Linked DNA regions of Hordeum vulgare: regions 1 and 2 are each linked to region 3. A link is a contact called in public Hi-C data. All regions are on one chromosome and are shown on one strand. The core of a region is the stretch at or near the end of the contact, and the rest is flanking DNA. Distances in the headings are between cores, read along the strand shown. Region 1 holds the start of LOC123400982 (ribosomal RNA large subunit methyltransferase I). Region 2 holds the start of LOC123402394 (probable LRR receptor-like serine/threonine-protein kinase At5g45780). Region 3 holds the start of LOC123401470 (choline-phosphate cytidylyltransferase 2-like).

Region 1 (3,242 bases), core at 169-2,668, 180 kb before region 3:
TCCACCGCAGAACAAAGTCTTTCTTCGAGCAGCCTTTCCATATTTAATGCAGAGGCTGGATCTCTGAGCAAAACAAGAATATGGGATATTCAGCACAAGCTCACAAAATTTCAATAACCATAGAACCTCAACAACTGTGTCACCTTTTTGCCTCTTCTTCTAGTTGCATTAGCCGAACACAAAACATAGACACGGAGTTATAGACACCCCACCCGATAGGTTTCTCTGACCCATCAGCTACCAAAACAACATCACCCGTTTTGGGAGGAGGCCGGCCAATTATTCTATCAACAGCACCACTGTACACCATTGGACTCCCACCTCGGAATATCTGAGTCTTGCCCTTCTTTAGTACCACTCTCGCCAAACCTAAAAAGGGTGCTTAGTTGTTAGTGTATACTCCCTCCGTCCCAAAATAAGTGTCGCTGCTTTAGTACAAAATTTGTACTAACTTAGTATTAAATTTGTGTCACTTAGTATTAAATTTGTGTCACTTGTTTTGGGACAGAGGGAGTACTTCGATTCGAGCGAAGGAAAGAAAGAAGTGCCTACTGGACATAACCTATGCTTAACCCAAACAAGCAAAATGGGCGATGCTTGATTTATTGATTTCAGCGTTGTGAATGGAATCTAGCCAACTTTTTGGACAAGGCCCATCATTCCACTTTGTGGTGATGCATACCACTCATTCGTGACACTAATTTAAATGAATGATGAACCGTTTTTAGGAGACTGTAATTATCATCGTTTCAAGCTGTTGTTACCATAAATGATCTCCGGGGGTAGTAGAACTTTTAACAATTGACAACCTCTGACTTGGAGGGTTATGAGCAAGTAAAAGTAGCAATATAGGTCCTCATAACTGCAGGCCATGAAACAATGACCAGGCATCTCTCTACACATACATTTACAGTTATTTACCACTCACTACAACTGTATATCAAGCAATGAGCGTCCAAGCTCAGGAAATGGACGCACTGGCAAACGGCCGACCCATAACCAGATCGAAACGCAACACGGGGAACAAATGCGCAGCTCACTTGGTCGTTTCAACAAACAGCTCGTCGCCATGGCGCTCCCACTCGCCCCCCGCACGTAGGACAGAAGTGACGGTCACAAACCTCGCTGCGCGGGACTGGAAACGAGGGCCGCGGCGGAGAGAAGGGCGACAGCGAAGCCGCTCGACAGAATGCCGGCAGAAGACTAGGCGAGAGTAAAGGGCGTGGACCTTTGCGGTCGGCGGCGAGCTCCTCCAGGGCGGAGGAGGAGGCGACTGCGGAGGCTGCGACGGAGGAGGAGGGCTTCGCGAGGCGCGCCCTGACGAGGGCGGGCACAGACGCCGGAGCCGCGGCGCCGCAGGCGCGGAGCATCGCGTAGCTCTGCGTTGGCGCTGGCACTGACTATAGCTGCCGAAGTTCGCCACCAGGTAACGAGGCTTGTGGATTGGTACTTCAAGTTGCGCATCTGTGTGTCACTGCGACGTGGGGCCTTCATCAAAGCCAGGCCGTAGGCCCAAAGCGCTCGTATCACTTTTATATTAGAGCATCTCCACCCATTCCGCCCTCAGCGTCATGTTGCGCGAGCGCTTTTTTATCCGACGCGAGCGAGTTTTCAGTCGCGTCCCCAGATTTCGATCCCAGATGTCAACGTTTTTTTTTCTTTTCTGCTGTCAAAAAAACGTCACGAGTTCGACGATCATCATGTCACAAGTCGACGATCAGCATTCCATAGTTCGACAATCAAACACACCAATAGTTCGACGATAAAAAAGAAAGGATAAAAACCGGATCAAACGGCCGGCTCAGCGTGGTGCGGCTCCTCTGCCGCAGGACTGGTCGGGCTCGTCGGCGGCGTAGTCGCGCTGTTCGTCGTCAACGTAGTAGGGCTCGTCGTCGACGTGGTTTCTGCGCTCGGTTCCGGTTCCACCTCCACCGCTTCTTCCTCTCCCTCCTCCTAGGCGTCGTCGAGCTCGTCGTCAATGTCATTGGCGATGTCCATTGTTTCATCATGCACGACGAACTTCGGGTGCGACACGGCGGCGACGGAACCGCTCGTGATGACCTCGTCCATGTCGGCATCGGTGTAGTTAAACTACAACGGCGAAGGGGGCACGAATGAAAGGACACCACGACGTAGAGATGGAGCAGGCGAGGATGCTGACGAGTACGCCAGCGGGGAGTAGCTATAGTGGGTGTTGAGGCCGGCGTTGAACGCGGGTGAGAAAGTGCGCCGGTCGTGGCCGAAATCGGTGAAGGAGGAACGTTGCGGCGCGCCATGCGGGAAGGTGGTGTTGGGATTGAAGTCGCCATGCGCGTCGACGTCGAAGTAGCCAGACAAGGGCACGTACCCCGAGGGCGGCATCGTCAGCGAGAGGGTGGCCGACGCAACATCCTGGCGACCCCTCCATGCGGCCTGTGGGTTGCGGCTGGGCGGATTCATCATCCCCGCGCGGAACGCCTCTTCCTGATCGACCGCGGCCGCGACCGCCGCCGTCCCCGCCTTCGTGGCGCCACTGATCTTCTTGGCGTCGAGCATCCTCCACCGGTGTAACGACTAAGATGCGACCCTTTCCTATTTTTTGGGCGATGCCCAAAAAGGGAAAGAGGCGCATCTAAACGTTTCGCAAGCGAGATAATCATAACATTACATAACTGAAGAATGACAAGTAGGGCATACACTTGCCATCTGACATAGTATAACATAAGGTTTACAGCCACACAATTATTCAGAGCAAAGTTTAGTCCCGCTACGGACAATATGAAACAAGTAAAAGACTATGACATCCCGCATGCTCGCCCACGATCAGGGCCACGGCCTCAGTCCTTCGGATAGTTCACGTACAGTCGGTCAGACTCCTCATTGTACTGCCACGCCAGCTGGGTGCTATCAGGATCTCCTGCGTCGGGCGTACCTGTAGGTGTTGGGGTGTTGTAGTAAACTGTGAGCCACGGGGACTCAGCAATCGGATGACCTTGGTACCAAATCTAGTCAAGTTATTAGGTGAGGAAGGTTTAGTGTAGAGGTTTGCAGCAAACTAAGCATATATGATGGCTAACTTACGATGATTAGAGTGTTTGATCTGGTGGTCTATGCGAGCGATCGAAGACTAGGTGATCACTAAGTGATCTTGAACACCTACTTACGTCAAACATAACCCCACCGTGTTCCCGATTGAAGAGAGGTCTTCGAAGGAGACAGTCACGGTTACGCACGCAGTTGGCAGTTTTTTAGAGTTACTTCAA
Region 2 (3,531 bases), core at 706-3,205, 150 kb after region 3:
ATACGAAAACTATTGATTTTTGAAGAAAACTCTAGATTTCCACTAATTATGACTGAAATTTACTAAAATTTGACATTGGCTATCTCTAAATTTTTTGTGCAACAATCTGGTTTTTATGTCACGGAACATATACACGAAACTGTAGTTTGTAGTACTGAATTTTGAGTTGAGCGTTGCTACAAGGATGTCACATACTGGTTGACTGATCTTTGAACGTCACTATGAATCGAACCATGCATCGGTATTATTTAGTGTTGCACAGCCGCCGGATCAAGTATCGTCTGCAAATTAACCATGCATCAGTATTGCACTAAGTGTCGGTCATAGAGTAGTTTCGTTTTGAGGTGAACAAGTTATGGTGCCCTGCAATTAACTATGTGACTTAATTTTCTGCGCATTGAAACTGAACTTGATATGATGTTACAGATCCTACACTTCATGTGTACCGGTGCTTGCCTAGCAAAACACTTGTAGATGGTTTGGACGATGTGCAAACTCCAGAAGCATGTGCTGCAATGGTTTGTGCAATAATTGAGATGCGGGCCCTTTTCGATGTGGCAGCCGACATGTCACAGGCGGAGCTGTTTTATAGTCAACTGTTACAACAATCGAGTTCGTGTATGAGTTTTATGGGATTTTCAAATTTGTGTATGAATTAGTTAATTTCAAGCAAGTTGTTTTATCGCGGGTGTAATTAAGGTAGTATAAGAGCAGGTATAATAAAATACAGTTAGATGAGAGAGAAGAGGAGAGAGAAGACTGTAAGGATTAAAACATTATATTTTTGTTGAGTTGGATGAGAGAGAAGAGGAGAGAGAAGGGAAGCGAACTACAGATTAACAGTCGGCTGTAGCAGAGGCTCCAAGAAACATTGTGAGGATGTAAGGTGGGTCATGTATTTATAAAGTAGTACTCCCTCCGTTTCTAAATATAGGTCTTTTTAGAGATTTCACTAGGAGACTATATATAGAGCAAAATGAGTGAATATACACTCTAAAGTATGTCTATATACATCCGTATGTAGTCTTTTAGTGAACCTCTAAAAAGACTTATATTTAGGAACGAAGGGAGTACTTCTTAACAATTTGTTACTATACGTGTTAACTATTAGATCGATTATACTCTCTCCATGACAGTATATTGGACGTATCTCACAGGGCTCTGGGACCAAGATGTTTTTCTATTGGTAGGAAAAACCGAGCCGACGAGCTGTAGAAACGCCTAATTAATCGTAAAACTGACGCATTAGCAACCTCCGTCCACTAAACGAACGACTTCCTCGCATGCATTGGTGAAGACGGTTTCCAAAACATCCTAATTAATAGGCTAATTAATGTCATGCGCCTTATTTTCTTCTAATTATGAAAAATTATCGTTTTTGGGATATGTCCAATATACCATGATGAAGGGAGTATATGACATGGCAACTCCTTAGGCTGGCCATAGTGGAGGTATCATAGCTAGTAACATAGTCTTGGAACTAGTAAACATGGTGATGTGGCAAGTAATTAAAGAAGAGAGAGAGGGTTATAGTAACATAGGTAGATACCGTACCATGTTAAATGCTATGCTACTATGTGTCATGCATGTCAATAAATGAGATCATCTATGATACTAATTTATGATACTATGCACTATGAAGGTACTATCATACAATAGTAACATATGCATGATACTACCATATGTTACTCCCCACTATGAACAGCCTTATAGCCGACCGTTGGCTATACTATTAACCATACTCTAAGAGGTCATATACCTTAAATTAAATTACATGGCTCCTGTAAGAAAAACCAACCAAACAGAACGGAAACAAAACACTGGGCACAAATTCCGGAGCCTCGAGAGCCACCCGTCTGGTCCTCCACTCCATTCCACGGGCTCAGCAATTAAGGCCCAGTTAGCCTCTCCCTTTCTTAATTTAAGATTCCCATTTTTCAGACCAACTCGCATTAATTAAGATTTAAGGCGAGCCTAATTCTACTCCTCAGCGCACGCACTGCGCTCGATAACAGCAGCACCCATGGCCACGGAGCCCGTGCAGAGACGCTCTCAGTCACGCCCCCACTTTCCATGGCGAGACTAACCTTCGCCGCCGGAGCTGGCGCCGTGGTGGTGGTGGCTACCGCGTGGCTCCTCGCCGCTTGTAGTGTAGCGGCCGGGGACCCGCCGCTCTCACCCAAAGGTCTCAACTATGAAGGTATGTGCGCCGCTTGCGGCTGGCGTTGGGCGGGGGTGGCTGGGCTAGGGACGAGGCTAGGGTTTGGGGATTTGGTACTACGTGGAGGATGTTCTCGTGTTAATTGCGCTCGGTGCGCTTTGCGCGGTGTTTCAGTGGCGGCGCTGATGGCGGTGAAGAGCCGGATGCGGGACGAGAAGGGGGTGATGGCCGGGTGGGACATCAACTCCGTTGACCCCTGCACCTGGTCAATGGTCGCCTGCTCCCCCGACGGATTCGTCGTCTCGCTGTGAGATCTCGCTCCCTGATTTGTTGTCTTGCTGTTGGACTGCGCCTGCGCGGATGCTCCTTCTGCCCGTTGTTGTTTTGCTGTTGGTGATGCCGTGCTGTTTTGTTTGGATGTTGGAGTGCAGGCAGATGGCTAACAACGGATTGTCAGGGGCTCTGTCGCCGAGTATCGGGAACCTCAGTTACCTGCAGACAATGTAAGGCCTTGGAAACGAACTCACCTATCCAATCACAGTTCCTGTTTCCTTAGTTCCTTTGACACGGTGTGTCTTGCAACACCGTTCAAGTTTGAAGCTTCCGAGCTTAATCGCTTCAAAATGAGGAGGTTCGTACTTGTGTGTCTAGCCGTTGGAAAATATGAAGCACAACTGCTGTTTAGGTTCAAACAATATTACTGTTTAGGCTATTCCGTCGGTGACTCATTAGTATCAGGATAGTTAGCGAGCTGAAGGTGGGGAACTATACAATATAAGTCTTGCCTTAATAGTTGAATTTATGAAAATCCCAAGCAGGGTCCGTGTGTGCAAACTCTCAAGGCCAGGACAAGAACTGGTGAATAGAATAATGCTGAGAGATCACAGGCGGTACAAGCCCCCCTGAACAAAATTTGTTTTCTTTTTTGGCAAGAATGAATGCTATTGGGCGTACCCTATTCTTTCAGAACTCAACACGGCCAAATCAAGCTTACTTTGTATGATTGACAGCGCAGTCCAGCTAGACTTTCTACTCCTTATTGTACCCATCATACTGTGTCCACCCTACTTAGAACACGTATGTATGCATAATATTTGTTATTACTTGTGCTCCCTCAGTCATGGGATTGTATTCTTTGTACTGTTTGTAGATCTTGTTCCATTGACTCCCATCTGTCCTAACGAAAACGAAATTTACTACCAATGCTTTGTTGCTCAACTTTTTTCTCTGTTGCCCCCCTTCAGGTTACTACAGAATAACAGAATATCTGGTGAAATTCCTCCAGAGACAGGGAAGCTGGCCAATCTGAAAGCTCTTGATCTTTCAGGTAACCAATTTATTGGTGAAATCCCGAATTCGTTGGGGCAGCT
Region 3 (3,223 bases), core at 667-3,166:
AGAATGAAAGTAAGAAATATTTACTGCATCGCAGAAATAACAAGGTCTTTCTAGACTGAATGCTTACGGCAGAGAATCATGTGCAACAAAATCGATGTTATGCTTATTCAAGAACTCTTCTGTTACTACCCACGGAGCATCAGGAATGACTTCATCAACCCACCTTGGAATATAAAATAGTAAATCATATTAGCATGTTTTGCTGGAAGAAATGTACAACGATCATGGATTATATTGGATAAAGTAAAGAATGATACACGATTACTTGCAATGGCGAAGTGATTCATATCTCTCATCCTCTGTCATGACAGTTCTTCCTTTGAATTTATGTGTCAACTCATCATTGCAGCACCCGACAAGAAGATATGCGTTAGGGAACCTACAGTTCAACAGAAAGTTCAGTGTCAGGACATTTTCTCGCATTATAATAGCCCCAGTAAGTTAACTTGTGTAGAATGCTTACGGTAATCATTAAGAACTTAAAACCAATCTGCAGTTAATGCACTTAATCTATGGCATCACAATAGAACGGATCCTTAGGCATACTACTAGATGAAAAAAGATTACTGTAGTATATCATTTACAGATGACCGTTGGCACACATGACTTCACATAGTTTTTTTTCAAACGCAGAATTCTCACTAGTTACACATAAAATATCCTAATGCAAAATGGCTGTTGTGATGGGCTAAATGAATAGAGAATGCATTCAGAAAATAGATACTGATTTAGGCAGAGTTAATTCACTAGGAAAGGTAGGACTGGCGTCTGAACAGAACACAAGAAGCCAAAATTGATTTCATTGCCGACTTAAAAGAAGTGGAATATGCCAAGCACCATAAAGGGAAAGTTGTCTGAGAGGAACAATATCAGAGTCCAAACCCTACAGTTTTTACACCAGTCCATGTCAATGGAGAATGATTATTGTGGTCCATGTCAATGAAACAGGATTGTTGCACATGATGCGAAAAATAAAAAGGAAAAAAAGAGGTGGGCAAATAAAGCCAATTCACACAGCATTATTCGGTGGGGATCTACGAAATAGGTGCCATCCCACTAAATGACCCAATACATGGCAAGCAGTAGGAGAGTCTCGAGTCACATCACGTTAGGTAAAACATACCAATACAGCTAAATCTTGTCCCCAACATGATAGAAGCACAAATGGAGCCCCATTTTCCACCAAACCATACATCTATTGCCCAAAACAACAGGGGCACAGACAAACCGAGTCCTCATCAAGCAACGTAGTATCCACAATAAGCGAATGCCTTCCAAACCTAACCACACGAATGATCCGCTAAATCGGACGTTGGACATAAGAGCAAGTTGAGGCCGTTCCTGAACTGGTAATCGCGAAGAATTTCAAAGAGAAACGGCCTAGAATAAAACAACCCTTCGTCCCGCAATCCCGCGCTAGAGCCCGATGGACAACCTAATCAGGCGTGATCCGTGCCGAAACCAAGCATGATAAACGGTGTCCGACCCCAATTTCTGTCTGAAACGCAAGGGGGCAGATCGAACCGAAATAGCCCAAAGGGGGAGGAGGATGGGGGAGAGGGATTTCTCACGATTTCTTGGCCTGCTCGAGCGAGCGCGCGTGGCCGAAGTGGAAGAGGTCGTAGATGCCGTCGGCGTAGACCCGGATCGGCCTGTCCGTGATCCCCTCGCCGGCGCCGGCGCCATTGCTCGTGGACCTGTCCGCAACCTCGACGTCCCCCTCGGCCTCCTTCCAGTCCTCCTCCTCCTCCTGCGAGGACTGCGGCGCCGGCGCCTGCCTCGCCGCCTCGGCCTTCGCGTCGGCCATGCGAAGAGGGAGTCGAGAAGGTTCGAGGGGTGGAGCGAGCGACGGGAAGGGAAAGAGGAGGGGGGGGCGTGGTGGAAAGGTCGAAGCCTCCAGGCCGAGGAGACGGTACACATGCGGAGGGGGTGCTCTCGCATGACGTGACGTAGTTTTCGGGCTCGCCCTGTCTGACTGTTAACTGGGTCCGGGTGTTTGACGGTGACTGGTTGGACCACGTCAGGTTATCCGACGAAGGAAGTGGCGACACGTTGCACGTTGATGAGACAACGACGGGTGAATTTGCTGCCTATCAGAAATTATTATATATACTACTTTCTCTGTTTTTAAATATAATTTTTTTGAAACATTTTAATAAAAAACAAATCTATACTTTAAAAAATATTTATATATAGTACTCCCTCCGTTCCTAAATATAAGACCTTTTAAAAATTCCACTATGAACTACATACGGATGTATGTAGTCATATTTTAGGATGTAGATTCACTCATTTTGCTTCGTATCTAGTCCATAGTGTAATTTCTAAAATGTCTTATACTCCCTCCGTTCTAAAATATAAGACCTTTTAGAGATTTCACTAGAAGACTACATACGGAGCAAAATGAGTGAATCTATACTCTAAAATATGTCTATATACATCTGTATATAGTTCATAGTACAATCTCTAAAAGGTCTTATATTTAGGAACGGAGGGAGTATTTAGGAACGGATGGAGTATATATTAAAATTTATTTATATTTAGAAACACTGTATTACTTCATTTTCGTGTCAAAAAATCATTTGAAATATAATAACCAAGATGGTACTCCTTGACTTTTTTATTATAATATACAATATAAAATGGAAAAAACAAAGGGGGAAAGTGTATTGCACACGATACTCATGAGTGTATCTCAGATGGTTAGATTTTTTAAGATGAAAACAATGAAATGGCATTTCCCTCCTAAAAAGATTTTAAACATAATTTGTGGACTAGCCATGTCCTTGAGCTACACACGTATATTCAATGATGGCACAATATGGTTAGGTTCCCTTCTAAAAGAAAAGGATCAAAGACGACATTTTTTGATATTTTTATTTGTTTCGTTGTACATACTATTAAGAGGAGGATGCGTTGAAGGTATGGGTGAAATCAAACAGATACACACAAATATGTATTGCATCCACAATTTATTCGAGCTGTTTTGAGGGGGGAATCCATTTACATATGTTTGTAGAGAATGCACACCCGATAGTACCGCTGTAACCAGCGGTAGTACCTCTCCTATGTGTGAAGCGGCACTACCGCTTCAAGAGTCAGGCCTACTGCATTTTAGGGGATTTTCCCTTTGGGAAGGATGAAGTACTTGGGCGACATCGCATCGGAAGTACCGACTATATTTATTTAGGGCGGTAGTACCGCTTTGGTGATGCATTGCAGT

Evidence for each region. Hi-C and Micro-C count contacts between places; a contact is called where the count stands out from the background.
Region 1: a contact with region 3 is called in a Hi-C map of seedling, with 4 times the contacts expected there. The contact joins the promoter of LOC123400982 here to the promoter of LOC123401470 in region 3. A contact is called at or near these places in 2 of 6 Hi-C or Micro-C datasets (leaf and seedling).
Region 2: a contact with region 3 is called in a Hi-C map of seedling, with 5 times the contacts expected there. The contact joins the promoter of LOC123402394 here to the promoter of LOC123401470 in region 3. A contact is called at or near these places in 4 of 6 Hi-C or Micro-C datasets (leaf, seedling and an unstated tissue) and 1 of 1 datasets of contacts at active chromatin or transcription factors (embryo).

The regions. Positions count from the first base shown.
Region 1 is chr6H:130,999,223-131,002,464 of MorexV3_pseudomolecules_assembly, forward strand. It overlaps LOC123400982 (ribosomal RNA large subunit methyltransferase I), which reads right to left and starts at 1,419. Exons shown (of 8, transcript XM_045094699.1): 1 at 1,229-1,419; 2 at 144-369; 3 at 1-63. The coding sequence starts at 1,370.
Region 2 is chr6H:131,329,031-131,332,561 of MorexV3_pseudomolecules_assembly, forward strand. It overlaps LOC123402394 (probable LRR receptor-like serine/threonine-protein kinase At5g45780), which reads left to right and starts at 1,956. Exons shown (of 11, transcript XM_045096308.1): 1 at 1,956-2,200; 2 at 2,336-2,468; 3 at 2,593-2,664; 4 at 3,406-3,531. The coding sequence starts at 2,074.
Region 3 is chr6H:131,176,915-131,180,137 of MorexV3_pseudomolecules_assembly, forward strand. It overlaps LOC123401470 (choline-phosphate cytidylyltransferase 2-like), which reads right to left and starts at 1,917. Exons shown (of 8, transcript XM_045095295.1): 1 at 1,572-1,917; 2 at 266-379; 3 at 68-163. The coding sequence starts at 1,807.